Linked DNA regions of Mus musculus: region 2 is linked to region 1. Evidence: chromatin contacts called from public HiChIP or PLAC-seq data. All regions are on one chromosome and are shown on one strand. The core of a region is the stretch at or near the end of the contact, and the rest is flanking DNA. Distances in the headings are between cores, read along the strand shown.

Region 1 (6,456 bases), core at 231-2,730:
CTTGCTAAGCTGTGTGTTCATTCAGAGTCAGAGGAGCAGAGAAAAGAGACAGCTTTGTTCCAAGCTACTAGTGAAACTACCAACCTAAAGGGGGCAGAGGCAGCCTTTCCTAGTCTGCACAAGCTTTCCTGCAGACCAAGTTTGCAGTTTTGGTCAGTAAAGAGCTGGTATATAACAGAAGCTCGCAAAGTAAATTCATTGGGAAGTGAATTCTATAAATGACACCCTTGTTTGCATTGGCTTTGAGTGCAAAAAGGTTAAAAAAAAAATAGGTGCTTCCTAGCTCTCACGTTAGAGGTCCTTTAGGAGCCTCACTGGTTTTCCCCCTAGCTCACATTTTAGGGGGTCCCTTAGGAGCCCTTCCTGGTTTCTTACTAGAGCTTACCAATCACTTCAGCACTTTTGGCCTTCTTCCCCATCCCACTGCTCAGACTGGGAGAGAAGGCGAATCCAGACAGAGCAGGGGTGGGAGAGGGTTGGGCATCTGGGCTCTTGAAGACAGCATGTGGTTCCCTTACCCACTGTGTTTACCAAGCAGATGAGTCAGTATTCAAATCAGCATTCCCTTCCATGTAGGTACACATGGGTGTCCCACCTTGAACCAAGCCGCTGAAGACAATCAGTCCCACGCAGCAAGGAGGGTGTTGGCCCCCTGCCCCCATCTAAATCTGGTAGACACCATGTGTGTCAGAGCCACCAGACCAATGAACAAACACAGACATACAGAAAAAAAAAACCTGTAAAAACAAAGGGGAGTAAGCTCCCCACCCTTTATGCACTTCACAGAGCATGCTCTGTAGTGCCAACTATGGGGAGAAGGAGAGACCTATTTCCTAGTCAGCTCCTTGGTACCTACTTTAGGGACCAGAGTCCTTGTTAGAACTCAGAGCACTTCCAGTTTAAAGGTCAACACATATTCTGTAAAGAGTCAGACATTAGATATTTTCAGCTTGTAGGTCAAATCTCTGTCACAATAACTCGTATCTGCTCTGAACTGATCATGGCTGTAGACAAGATGTAAATGGACAGGGGTAGCTATGTTCTAATAAAACTTTATTCATAAAAACAGGCGCTGGTAGTGCAGATCTCTGACTGTTCACTGATCCCTTATCTAGTCTGCACCTTCTCTGTGTAGAGGTGAATTCCCTCAGGGAATTATGCTGCTGTCCAAGACTGAATTTGCAAGGCTTCATGGTGGGAACAGAGCAGGCCCAAGAGCCAACAAAGTTGAAGGAAAGATGGCTACTTGGATAATTGGAGATTTTAAATAAGACTTTCACCCTACAAGAAGGGACTAACAATTGAATGGAAAATCACAGGTTAAACATCTCTGTTTGGGTCCAATCTGTCTAAGATGGGATACACAACTCATCTCGCACTGATGGAAGAAGGGGTTGTGGCTTTCCTAGTGTATGCTGCTCGTGGTCACTAATCAGCGAGACTCAGACACAGTCTAAGAGTGCCTCAGGAGAAGGGCTGTGGAAAGAAGCCAAAAGGAACTGGAAAGCCACTGCACTTGTCTGTGGACAATAGGAGAAGAAAGCAGCAAATTCGTTTTTTCCAGTCAGCAGTTTGTCTAATTGCACAGAAATGGTCAGGGAGGACAAGCCCTCTTGTCCGGCTGAGAACAGGTTGTTTTGGCTGTCAAGCATTTTCAAAACAAGTTTTCTTGGTCTCCTGACAGGCTGAGGCAAGAACAAGAAAATGAAGAAAGGAAGATCCCATGATCAAGCTTGCGGTTCACGTGGGCCGTCTCTGCCTGAACAGTCAAGTGTGCTTTCAGAACGTCCAGATAAAACTGGTCTTAGGGCTAATATCACCTTGCCAGTGACACTATTTAATGAAGTGATTCGTCTAAGAACTCTCTGGCAGCTGGATAATCAGTCTGGGAGGAATAAGAGGTCAAAGTCACTCTCAGGCACAAGGGTACTCGATTCTGCCCAAACCTAAACCTGCTTTGCTTTAATTCTCACCTCAGGTTACACAGAATCTTCCTGAAGCTGATGTTTAAAACTATCTTCTTTAAGGTGGATTTTTCCATTGCAACCACAGAACACTTGGTCAGGGTGGGGCAGAGAATGTAGCAAGGAAGTGTGCACCAGGCAGGCTAGGATCAGCCTGGTCTCAGGGAATCCACCATTCCCAGCAGCATGGTCTGTTAGGGCTTAGCCACTGCCTTCAAGAGAGGGATCCAAATACATAGCCTAGCGTGGTGTCTCAAAGGAGGGAGCACCGGCCCTAGGGAGGGCTTATCCTGCAATCCACAGAAACTATTCAGAAACAAGAGTGCCTGGAACTCTCAGATCCCCTGAATAATCACTAAGGGCCCAAAGCAGAAGACAGAAGAGATTCGGAACTGGGGCAGAGCGCCTCCTCCTGAACTGCCTTCTCTAGTCTCAGATTCTTGGTGCAGTGACCAGCCAGTCCATTAGCATCCCACATGGGGGATGAGGGTTGCTCTCTCAAATTCAGGAGGAACCCTGTAGAGGAGGCACTCATTGACTCTGAGGCTGGCTCTTCTTCAGTGAGATAAGTTACTAGGCCTCTGAGGCCTCTTCTACCAACTGTCTGCGAGAATGTTCTGAAAAGAAAAATCCTCCATGGAACTTTGAAGCCTGAGGCAGGCAGGTCTGAGCTGTGTTGTGTTTAGGGACACTGAGAGCTGGGAGGGATGTGCAGATCAGCATGTGACATTCCTCCTGCCTCTCCCACTCCCACTCCCACACAGTGGGGACTATCTGCACTGCTGGCTCTGCCCGAGGTCCTCTAGATAGAGCTTTTATTACCTGAGAGACAAGGAGAGTCGATCCTACTTTTAGATATGCAGGTTGCTCTAGCTAAGGACCTGGTTTGGATTGTCCTTCAGCACAGGAAGCCCTACTATGTTCAAGCTTTAGATAAACAGCATTTGACATTTTAGTGTCAATATGTCTTGCAAGGGGGATACTTTTATGAACTTATTTGTTACTTAGCAAAACTTTACTGTTTTTGCAGTAAGTGGCACTGTATCTAGCAACTCTATTTTCATGTGTGTGTATGTACATGTGAGTACACGTGTACATAGTGTGTGTATGTCCATGTGTGTACATAGTGTGTGCATGTACATGTGAGTGTGTACATATATGGATGTTCATGTGTATGGGTATGGTATATGAAGGGACTAGAATACAACCTTGGGTGTCATTCCTTAGGTGATGTACCCCTCTCCCCCCCCCCCCCACTTTGAGAAGGGGTTTCTCAATGGCCTGGAACTTATCAAGGAGATAGGTTGGCCAGCCAGCACATCACAGGGATCTACCTATTTCTGCCTCTCCTGTGCTACAAGCGTGTGCCACTCCATCTGGCTTTTTAGATGTGGGTTCTGAGGAACAAACTCATACAACCTGTAAAGCAGGCACTTTTCCAACTGGCAATCTTCAGTTCTATATACATGGCATTCTAACACCAGAGAACCAGAATAGGTTTGGAAAGCTCCAGGCTGGCAAGGTAAGGGTTAATGGGTCCAAGCCAATGGTTCCTTTACTGGGTCCTTGATGAAGAGCTTGACAAGAAGACATGATGCTCTCACCAACTTCATCGCCATTTCCAAGGCCATGAATGCTCTACTAGGATCTACTTGCCCACATTAAGGTGGACCTATATCAACCCATAAGTTTGTTAGGAAAACCCTACTGCATTCAGAAAAAAGATCAAGTGTCTCAGTGTGGCAGCAGCCACCACTAAACAACACTATGCCAGGCATTACAATAATGCCTGGGAGCTGGGGTTCTTTGAAATAGGGGTTCTGAGTTTCAACATTCTGAGAATAGCACCTCTCTCTCTCTCTCTCTCTCTCTCTCTCCCTCTCTCTCTCTGTATGTGTGTGTGTGTGTTAAATGTTAGGGTCTCCAGGGCTCTGCACATGTTTTGTATATAATTTCTTGCACATGTTTCCTATATATTTGCTGAATGGATTTGCCAACCCATAACATACAGTTATGTCCTGTTTCTCTCTGTTGGGCACCTGGCACTGCCTTTCATGGGACACAAAGAAATGAATTATTATTTTCCCCTCAGAGGTGACTTTGGATAAGGTTTACCTAGGCATCTCTTGACCTAACTTCTGCTTTCTTGCCTTCCATTTTCCACTGGGTTGACTAAGTGTCTGTGTGGAAGACAGGAGTCACTGGAATTTTTTCTCCACTTCTCGCTGTGCATCCCATCCTCTGATGATCTGGAGGTTACTGTGAAGGCCACGTTGCTTGAGGCCTGCCTGTCACTGTACCCTTACTCTTTTCTCTCATTCATAAGCCCTAATAATAAATTTAGCTATGCTTATTCATCTTGCTTAAAAGTCCTTGGGTCTTTAGACCCCCAGAAAGTTATTTCTGCTCAAGAATATCCTGGGCTCAACCCAAGGACATGAAGGCCTTCAGCCTCCTGGGTGAGCTGTTGAAGCAGAAGGCCACCCCAAGCCACTCCACATGCAAGCTTCCTCACTCCAGGCCCTGACTCCAATGTGCTGCTCCTGGGGCCACAGGCGGCAAGGGAAGTAGGAGGTCACACACAGCTTAGGTATTGTCTTGGACCAGTCTTCAGGTACACAGGGTTCTAATCTTTGTACTGTACGTCTTAACCAGGCTCTTCCAAGAAATGAAACTGATGTCCCAATTGCCAACTCTATGCCAGTCATTGCCACTGTGACAGTCAAAGTTTATCACATTTCTAGCTGATTTTTAAAGTCCCCCCCCCCCTCTCATGTCCTGAATCTGGTCTGGCTCTCAAGCACACTTTCTGGCTTGGTCAACCCAACCTAGCTCTGCTGCTGGCTATGACTTTTGTGGATCACTGAGGAAAGACAAGAGAGCTATTTGCCTAGTCACTCTTTTGCTTATTTCTATCAACTCCACTTCAGCAGGCATGAATCAGTTCTTGCCACCAGTGCTCCTTGTGCTGAATGATCCGATGACAGGCAAGAGAGAGTCTTGTTCCTGCAGAAGCAAGGCCTGTTGCTTGTCACAATAATCTGCACAGTATGAACAGTCCCCATTCTCTGACCATCCTCTGATGGTGCTTCCTCCTCCTCCTCCTCCTCTTCCTCCTCCAATCTCTGCCTTAATGAGAAGTGATAGAAACAAGAGTCTGAGCCCTCTTGCCTTGGCTGGCCTCCACATCACACATGACAGCCCTGAGCAGCCCTAGCGGCATGTGTCAGAAGCCAGCACACACACATCTGAACAGTCAAGCCTAATTCCCAGGAAGCTGTTTTAACTTGACATCTGAAAATGTATTGCATCTAGAGTGATTTTACAGGGTGTGTATTCGGGGCATATGCGTGCACATTCCACAGCCAAAGTGTTCTATAAATATCAGATGCAGGCTGTACAAACAGTATCACGTACACAGTGTCCTTAATTCTATAGAGTAAGATTTCAGTTTGTATCTGACCTCTGCTAACAGGGATGGATGTTTTTCAATACAGATAAAAAAAACTATGCCATGCTATCTTAAACATACTTTTCACTTAAAATTTCCATGAATCGATCACAGTTTAGTGATAACAGGTAGATACTTGCCTGATGCTTTCAGATGAGGGTACCAAGGCCCAGAAAATGGCATGCCCTTCCCAAGATCACACAGGCAGTTAAGAGTGGTACCTGGATGAGATCCAAGTCTCCTAACTCTCAGCTTTGCATTTTCTTTGGTTTCTTATATGTGTCTTCTTCCAATGGTTCAAAGGGAACTCTGATCCTATTAGTCAATGTACATTCCTCTTGGGTGTGTTATTTAAAAACCCCAATTCAGAACTTCTCTACCCTTTCTTTTTGTGTGTGTGTATATATATATATATATATATATATATATATATATATATATATATATATATATATATATATTTGTTTATTTTATATATATATATTTGTTTGTTTGTTTTTTTGGTTTTTGAGACAGGGTTTCTCTGTGCAGTCCTGGCTGTCCTGGAACTCACTCTGTAGTCCAGGCTGGCCTCGAACTCAGAAATCCACCTGCCTCTGCCTTCCAAGTGCTGGGATTAAAGGCGTGCTCCACCACTGCCCGGCTGTATATTTTTCTAAGAAAGAAAACATTGACTATATCTCACAAACAATCTGGCAACCTCACAAAGTGATGGAGAAGACTTTCCCCACGGCAGGGGCTGATATAACTAGATTTCATGCTTGAGCACTCAGTAGTCCCCACCATGACTTTCCTAGCAAAAACTGGACAATGGGCCAGATGCCTCCCACCTCTGGCTCTCCCCTGATAAGCCCAACTTAAGCCAGCATCTTGGCTTGTACGACTGAGGTTAAAACTATGGCCCAACCCTGTTTTCCACTGAGAAAGAGGGGTAGACAGAGAGCTCAAAACCACAAGAGCTACAGAGCTTTGGAAAAGCAGAAAGAAGCCTGAGAAAAGATGGGCCAAGGGGTCCTGCTGAGGGGACTTGCTCTGATTGGC
Region 2 (5,886 bases), core at 1,247-3,746, 120 kb before region 1:
GACCCTGTTCTTCCAGAAGTGTGAAGCCACCCCACCTGGCCTTGACCATCACTGCCCACTTCTTCCAGTCACTAAAGTCCCAAACATATTTGTGCTCCTCCTGCTACGATTAATTGGGGTCTATTTCAAGGGAAACTCAGTAGTCTGCCCACTTCTGATTCACACCCATTGAGCTCATCAAAACCAGAACAATTTGGTAATAGTAATAGCTTCTTGGTTTACTGGACGCCCTCTGGGATCTGTGAAAAAAAAAAAAATCTCCGTTCCTCAGAAACAGGAAGTTTCAACAGAAGGAAAGACAGTTGCAAAAATCAACAACATTTGAATTGTCTCTGCCTGTTGGAGAGGTGTGTGCGTTCAGTGTTCCAGTCCTCTGGTCAGCAAACAATCAGCACCTACTGTGTGCAGGGCTGGGAACACAGGGGATTTTAAAAGGAGAGCTTCTGTTTGGGGAGGGTTGCAGTGTCTCCCAGAAAACCATCTTGGGTGCAGAGGGGAGGGGCTGGGGCCTGGGGCCTGGGGCCTGGGGGACTGGCTGCAAACTCACACAACAGAAATTTACTTTATTGAAATTCTGGAGGCCTTCCGAGATTACAACCAGCCAACTTTCCCCTTGTCTTTCCCTTGTTGTTCCTCTGTTTGTGTCCAAATCACAAGCCGTGCGTGGTAGCTCACTCCTGTAATCCCAGCACTGAGGAGGCAAAAGTCAAATACCACAAGTCTGAGCCAGCCTGAGCTACATATAGTGAGTTCCAGGCCAGTCAGGGTTACACAGTGAGAGTTTGTTTAGAAAACCAACAATACAATAAAAGGATATTGGCCACATTGGAGTAGGTAATTATCTCTTTAAAGGCCTTTTCTCAGCTAGGCACATACCTGTAATCCCAGCACTCAGGTTGTTAGATATTTAGGGTCATCTTCACTTATATATTGAGCTTTAGTCTAGCCTGGGCTACATGAAACCCTGTCTCAAAACAAAAAAAACAAAAAACAACCCCCCCCAAAACCCAAATAAGTAAATAAATAAACCATAAATACAAAATAAATGGCCTTTCTCTAAATACTGTCATATTCAAAGGTCCTGGGGCCTTTGGTCGCAATATGTAAATCTGGAGGAATAAAGGCAATGACCCCCTGCCAAGTCTTTCTGTTTCATTAGTGTCTGCAGTTAGAATCCTGAATGAGGTCATCACAGGGCTTTCTATAGAAGAGTGGCAACGGCCACAAAGCCACCAGACCTGGGTTCCCATCTTGCTCCTTCACTTAAGTATCAAGACGATATAGCCCCAGTTCCCTCAGAAACATGAGGAAGATGACATCGGCATCACAGGCAACATAGGTGATGATCCATCCAGAAAGTTCTTTAGTGTAAGCGGCAGTGTCAAGCCCAGGACACAGAGAGTGCGCACAAGATGCAAGGTCTTTTCCTAAGCATGGTCTTCTCCTGGAGATTCTTCCCACAGGAAACTAAGGATGTTTCCTAAGACCTCTCTGGAGAGGAATCAGGTAGGAGGAAATCTAAGACGCAAAGATAAGTAAGATACCAGGTCCCCTGTCAGCTGACAGGGGACCTTAACCCCTCAAGCTGGGGGCGCTAAGACATTAGGGCACCTTGCAGACTATGGGCAGAATTACTAACCTTTATTTGACTCAGGATCTTCTGGTCCAGTGCTGTGTCCAAAGGACTCTAAGCTAGGTGTGGTGGTGGCTGCCTATAATTTCACAGTATTAGATTAAAAGCAGCAGAATTAAAAGCTCAAGGCCAGCCTTGGATGTTATAGGAGCCTGTCTGGAAAACCAGAGGACTGGGTGTGGGGATGGGGGGTGGGGAGGCCAGGGGGTGAGGGGGGGCAGAGTGACTCTATTTCAAAGGTCTGTCCTGAACTTGAAGCCCATCCACAATCACTCACTCTTGGGATTTCAAAGTATGACGGAAGAAACAGGGTCAGGTCCAGGTTGAGCCCAATTTGGAATCTCAGAGAGGAAAAGAAGCCAAAGTTGGCAGGGACTTCATGTCAGAGGAAATCTTCCTAGCCCATAGTGAGGCCGGACTGGGAAAGAAGGGCTCTGCTTTCGGATCCCAGCCTTGTATTTCCTGTTGATGGAGCACTGGGAAGCCTATAGGCCAAAGTGGGAATCAAATACTTGATAGCATGCGTTATCGTTACTAAGTCTGATCAGAGTCCACTGGCCCCTCTTCTGGCTAACACACTCCCTGGATACTGGGGGTGGGGTGAAGAGACAAGTCCTGGCAGCTTTGGATTCTGCTGTCCCTACACTGCCAGCTCGATGTGTAGCCGCCCACTTCAGAGCAGAGTCAGGGTGCATCTTTTCTTAAGAAGTGGAGCATTTCCTGTTTTGGAGGAGGAGGGATGGGGCTCTTCCTGGACCACATTGCCTCTTCAACCCCTCCACCCCCCCCCCACCACACCTCCCTCCCTGAGTTACTCACTCCTGGAAATAGGGCTGATGACATCGAGATGAGTCAGAGGCTCACGCGCGTCATGGCCCGACTGCTGGGAGGGTGAATGAGTTCAGTGCTCCCTAGACCACAGCCCTAGATGTGCACCAGGAGTCCAGGCAAGGCAACAGGCCTGGGGGCGGTGTACATGTCTGTACTTGTGTGTGTGTGTGTGTATACATGTGTGTATATGTGTGTGTGCGCGCAGTTGTGTGTGTACGTGTGTATATGTGTATGTGTGGCATGGCAGGAGGAGGCTAGCCTTTATTTAGCAATGAATTACATACAAGCCCTCATCCATTGCTCTCTCTTCCTAGCCCCTGAGTGATGCTAGCCTTTCTCAGCAACAGGTAACAACCCTAATGTCTTTCTAGGCAAGTAGGCTCAGAGGACTAACCCCTTGGAGAACTACCTGACTTCTTCTGACCAAATTACCCAGCTCTGCCCCAGCACAGTGAGGTATAGCAGCAGTCCTGAAACTGGTGGTCTAGCCTCAGCTTCTTTAGAAGGGCCCCTACCCCAGGGATTACCCTTGCAGGGATATGTATTCAGTGAGGGGGGGTGTGTTTATACTTTGAGGGATGCCCTAATTCACAGTGTCAGTCAAACACACACTTTAGGTCTGTTTTCCGTTTTCCATGTGTCGCATTTTGGAACATTTAGCGGACATAGGATCACTGCAAAGGAATGTATTAATTCAATGCATTTTGAAATGTCTCTTTAACATTCTTGGAGTTACAGTGCAAGCTGAGCATACTAATAGAGGCAAAACAACACGCAAGCTAGACTCTCCTGGCACTTGGTAAATAGGGCTGAAGTACCAGTTTCCCCATACCTAACATGGGTGTAGCCAGGGCACAAATGGTATGGAAAATAACACCAGGACCGTGAAGCAGGAGGCAGCCCCACCTCTGAGTTCTCTCTTTTACCCTCCCCAAACAGCCACTGCTCCAAACATTGCTCCTCACAGACCTTGAGGACTGCTGCTTGGACCCTTTAGGATTTCCTTCCAGTTGATCTAAACGAGAATGGAACGAAACCTCTCAGGATAGAGGGGTTAGAATTCAGAAGAATGCATTTTGATTTGGGTATGGGGCACACACCTGCGATCCTGGCACTTGGGAGGCTGAGGAGAGAGGATTATTGATTTGAAGTTGGCTTGAGCCACATAGTGAGATCCCCTCTTTCAAAATGAACTGATTGATGGCACTTTGATATCTCAGGCATGGGCTAGGACAGCAAAGAGAACGAGGATTCAACTCTCCAGGGCTCCCCTAGTGTCATGTCATTAGCTCCAGTGCAATCAGAGGGGACAGACTGTCCCCAGCTCACATTCTTCAGTGTCAGGCGGGGTTTACTAGGGATGTCCTACAGGGTGGGAAGAAACCGTGAGTAATCTACTCAGTGTATAAGAGGTAAAATTCTTTCCCCTGTAACCCAGTGAAGACTCCTGATGCTAGAAAAGTTAAACAAACAAACAACTCCATTGGTAGAGTCAGGATCCCTCATCTTTCTTTGTGTAAAACATGATTTTTCAGGGGTTCACTGGGGTGACCTGTCCATGTAAATTTCTGCTGGAATGGCCACTGTTTCTGCCCAATGAGCCTTCAGAACGTGGCATTCTCTGGGTTGAGCTTAGATCAATCATTCTGCTGCTTCGGGGCTATCCAGGTGGATGTGGGCCTTGGAGGCTGCTCCGTGCCAACCCCTGGGTCTCCCATCTCTTGAACTCTCCCACAATGTAGGCACAGACAGCTGTTCTGCCTCCAATCCTTCCCAGTTCCCTTATCTCCACACAGCATAGGAGAATTCTCTCCAGTCCCAGAAGAGTTCCTGTCTGGAGGACAAGAAAGCTACACTTCATCATGCTCTCGTCCAAATTTGTGCCCTAGCTGCCTTAAGAACTGAGGTTCTGAAAATCAAATCCAAGACAACCTTTCTTTGTTGAGCACCAGCCCTGAGCAAATAGCAGAGCAAGCACCAAGTAGATACTGAGGGGAAAGAGTCCCGGGTTCACAAAAACACTATCTGACTGGGAGCTCTGGCTTCCTGATTTAAGGCCTTTGGGAAAGCTGTAGGGGTCACACGACATATGCTCTTGACAGAAGACCAGACACGAGAATGGCGGGAACAGAGTGGAGGCTAGAGGTGGACCCTGGAGCATGCACACCACTGCTCATCAGCACAGGCACCAGTGTGCTTCTGTGAGCAAAGGAAAGTCCTTTTTAATTAAAGGCTGCTAGAGCAACTGGATATTTAAAGCTATTACCTCACCTCATATCCAAACATTGTTTTGAGATGGATGCAAAACTCTAAAGCTTGAAGTCTTCTCAATCTTTGTAGAAATAAAAAAGAAACATTGAAACCAGGGCCTCATGGATGCTGCACAAGTGTTCTACACAGAGTCAGGGCTGCTGACTCCTCATCTCGAGGCAGGATCTCACTGTTACCTAGGTTAGCCTGGACCGCACGCTATCCTTCAGGAAGAACTGGAGCATGCAATTCTCCTGCCTCAGTCTTTGCAGTAGCTAGGATTACAAATGTCTATTACCAGTCCTCAAAGAAGTCAAAAGTTTCTTAAATAGGCCCTGAAGAATCCAAATTAGTAAAAAAGAAATAAAAAATAATAAAGGCTGAGGTTGGGAGGAGGTACGAGAGATGACGCAATAAAATACTTGCCGCACAAGAATGAGGGTTGGAGTCTGGAGTACTCAGGGCAGGCATGGGGACAGAGGCTGGTAATTACTCTGCTGGAGAGGCAGAGGCAAGAGGATCCCCGAGCCACCCTGTCTGGCTAAATCCAAGGGCTTCAGGTTCCTTGAGAGACCTTGTCTCAAAGAATAATATGAAAAGTGATTAAGAAAGAGATCCAATGTTGACCTCTGACCTCCATGCACACACAGAGACATTCACACAGACATGTTCACACACACACACACACACACACACACACACACACACACACAAACACCAGAAAACCCACTGCTAAGTTGGATGCTATGAACATTTCTGCTTATCTCCAGCTTTACTGTTCAAACTAGGCCTTACTCTCTGGTCCAGACTGGCCTCAAATTCATTCTCCTCCTGTCTAAGCTCACTCAGGACCCAGCTCTCCCCATCCCAAGTCATATTTAAGCTGACATACTTTCATTCTTGTACAAGGTATGGGTTTCATAGAAATATTTTCATTAGAGTAAAAGAATGTGTGTGTGTGTGTGTGTGTGTGTGTGTGTGTGTGTGTGTGTGTGTGTGTTTTAAATCAAAAAGTCTTGTTGAGCTTGGTGAGGTGGCACTTCGGAGGCTGAGGCAGGAACATCATGAATTTGAGGCTCACCTGGGCTAAACAGTGAGTCCCAGGCCAGTCTGAACGATATAGAAGGACCCCTTTCTCAAAATAAAAGACACAGATAAGCAGGCAAACCAGT

What was found. HiChIP or PLAC-seq counts read pairs in DNA pulled down with a chosen protein or histone mark.
Region 2: a contact with region 1 is called in a FOXA1 HiChIP or PLAC-seq map of pancreatic cancer cells. The contact joins two enhancer-like sites. A contact is called at or near these places in 5 of 39 promoter capture datasets (the C10 cell line, cranial neural crest, embryonic stem cells and 2 more), 1 of 15 datasets of contacts at CTCF or cohesin (the NIH/3T3 cell line), 15 of 484 Hi-C or Micro-C datasets (the AML12 cell line, the HL-1 cell line, bone marrow-derived dendritic cells and 10 more), 3 of 115 datasets of contacts at active chromatin or transcription factors (bone marrow-derived dendritic cells, microglia and pancreatic cancer cells) and 2 of 9 other capture datasets (adipose tissue and embryonic stem cells).

Annotation. Positions count from the first base shown.
Region 1 is chr5:32,065,040-32,071,495 of GRCm38.p6, reverse strand. All of the region lies in intron 11 of Babam2 (BRISC and BRCA1 A complex member 2), which reads right to left. Among named protein-coding and RNA genes, the nearest start is that of Gm40277, 22 kb to the left of the region's middle. Within about 2 kb of position 1,480, at least 43 of the 459 cell types and tissues checked have an H3K27ac peak or open chromatin away from gene starts, as enhancers often do. A contact at or near this core is called in the HL-1 cell line, muscle stem cells, pancreatic cancer cells and 1 more, where this site is marked.
Region 2 is chr5:32,188,836-32,194,721 of GRCm38.p6, reverse strand. No RefSeq gene overlaps it. Among named protein-coding and RNA genes, the nearest start is that of Gm36732, 6.7 kb to the right of the region's middle. Within about 2 kb of position 2,496, at least 142 of the 459 cell types and tissues checked have an H3K27ac peak or open chromatin away from gene starts, as enhancers often do. A contact at or near this core is called in the HL-1 cell line, muscle stem cells, pancreatic cancer cells and 1 more, where this site is marked.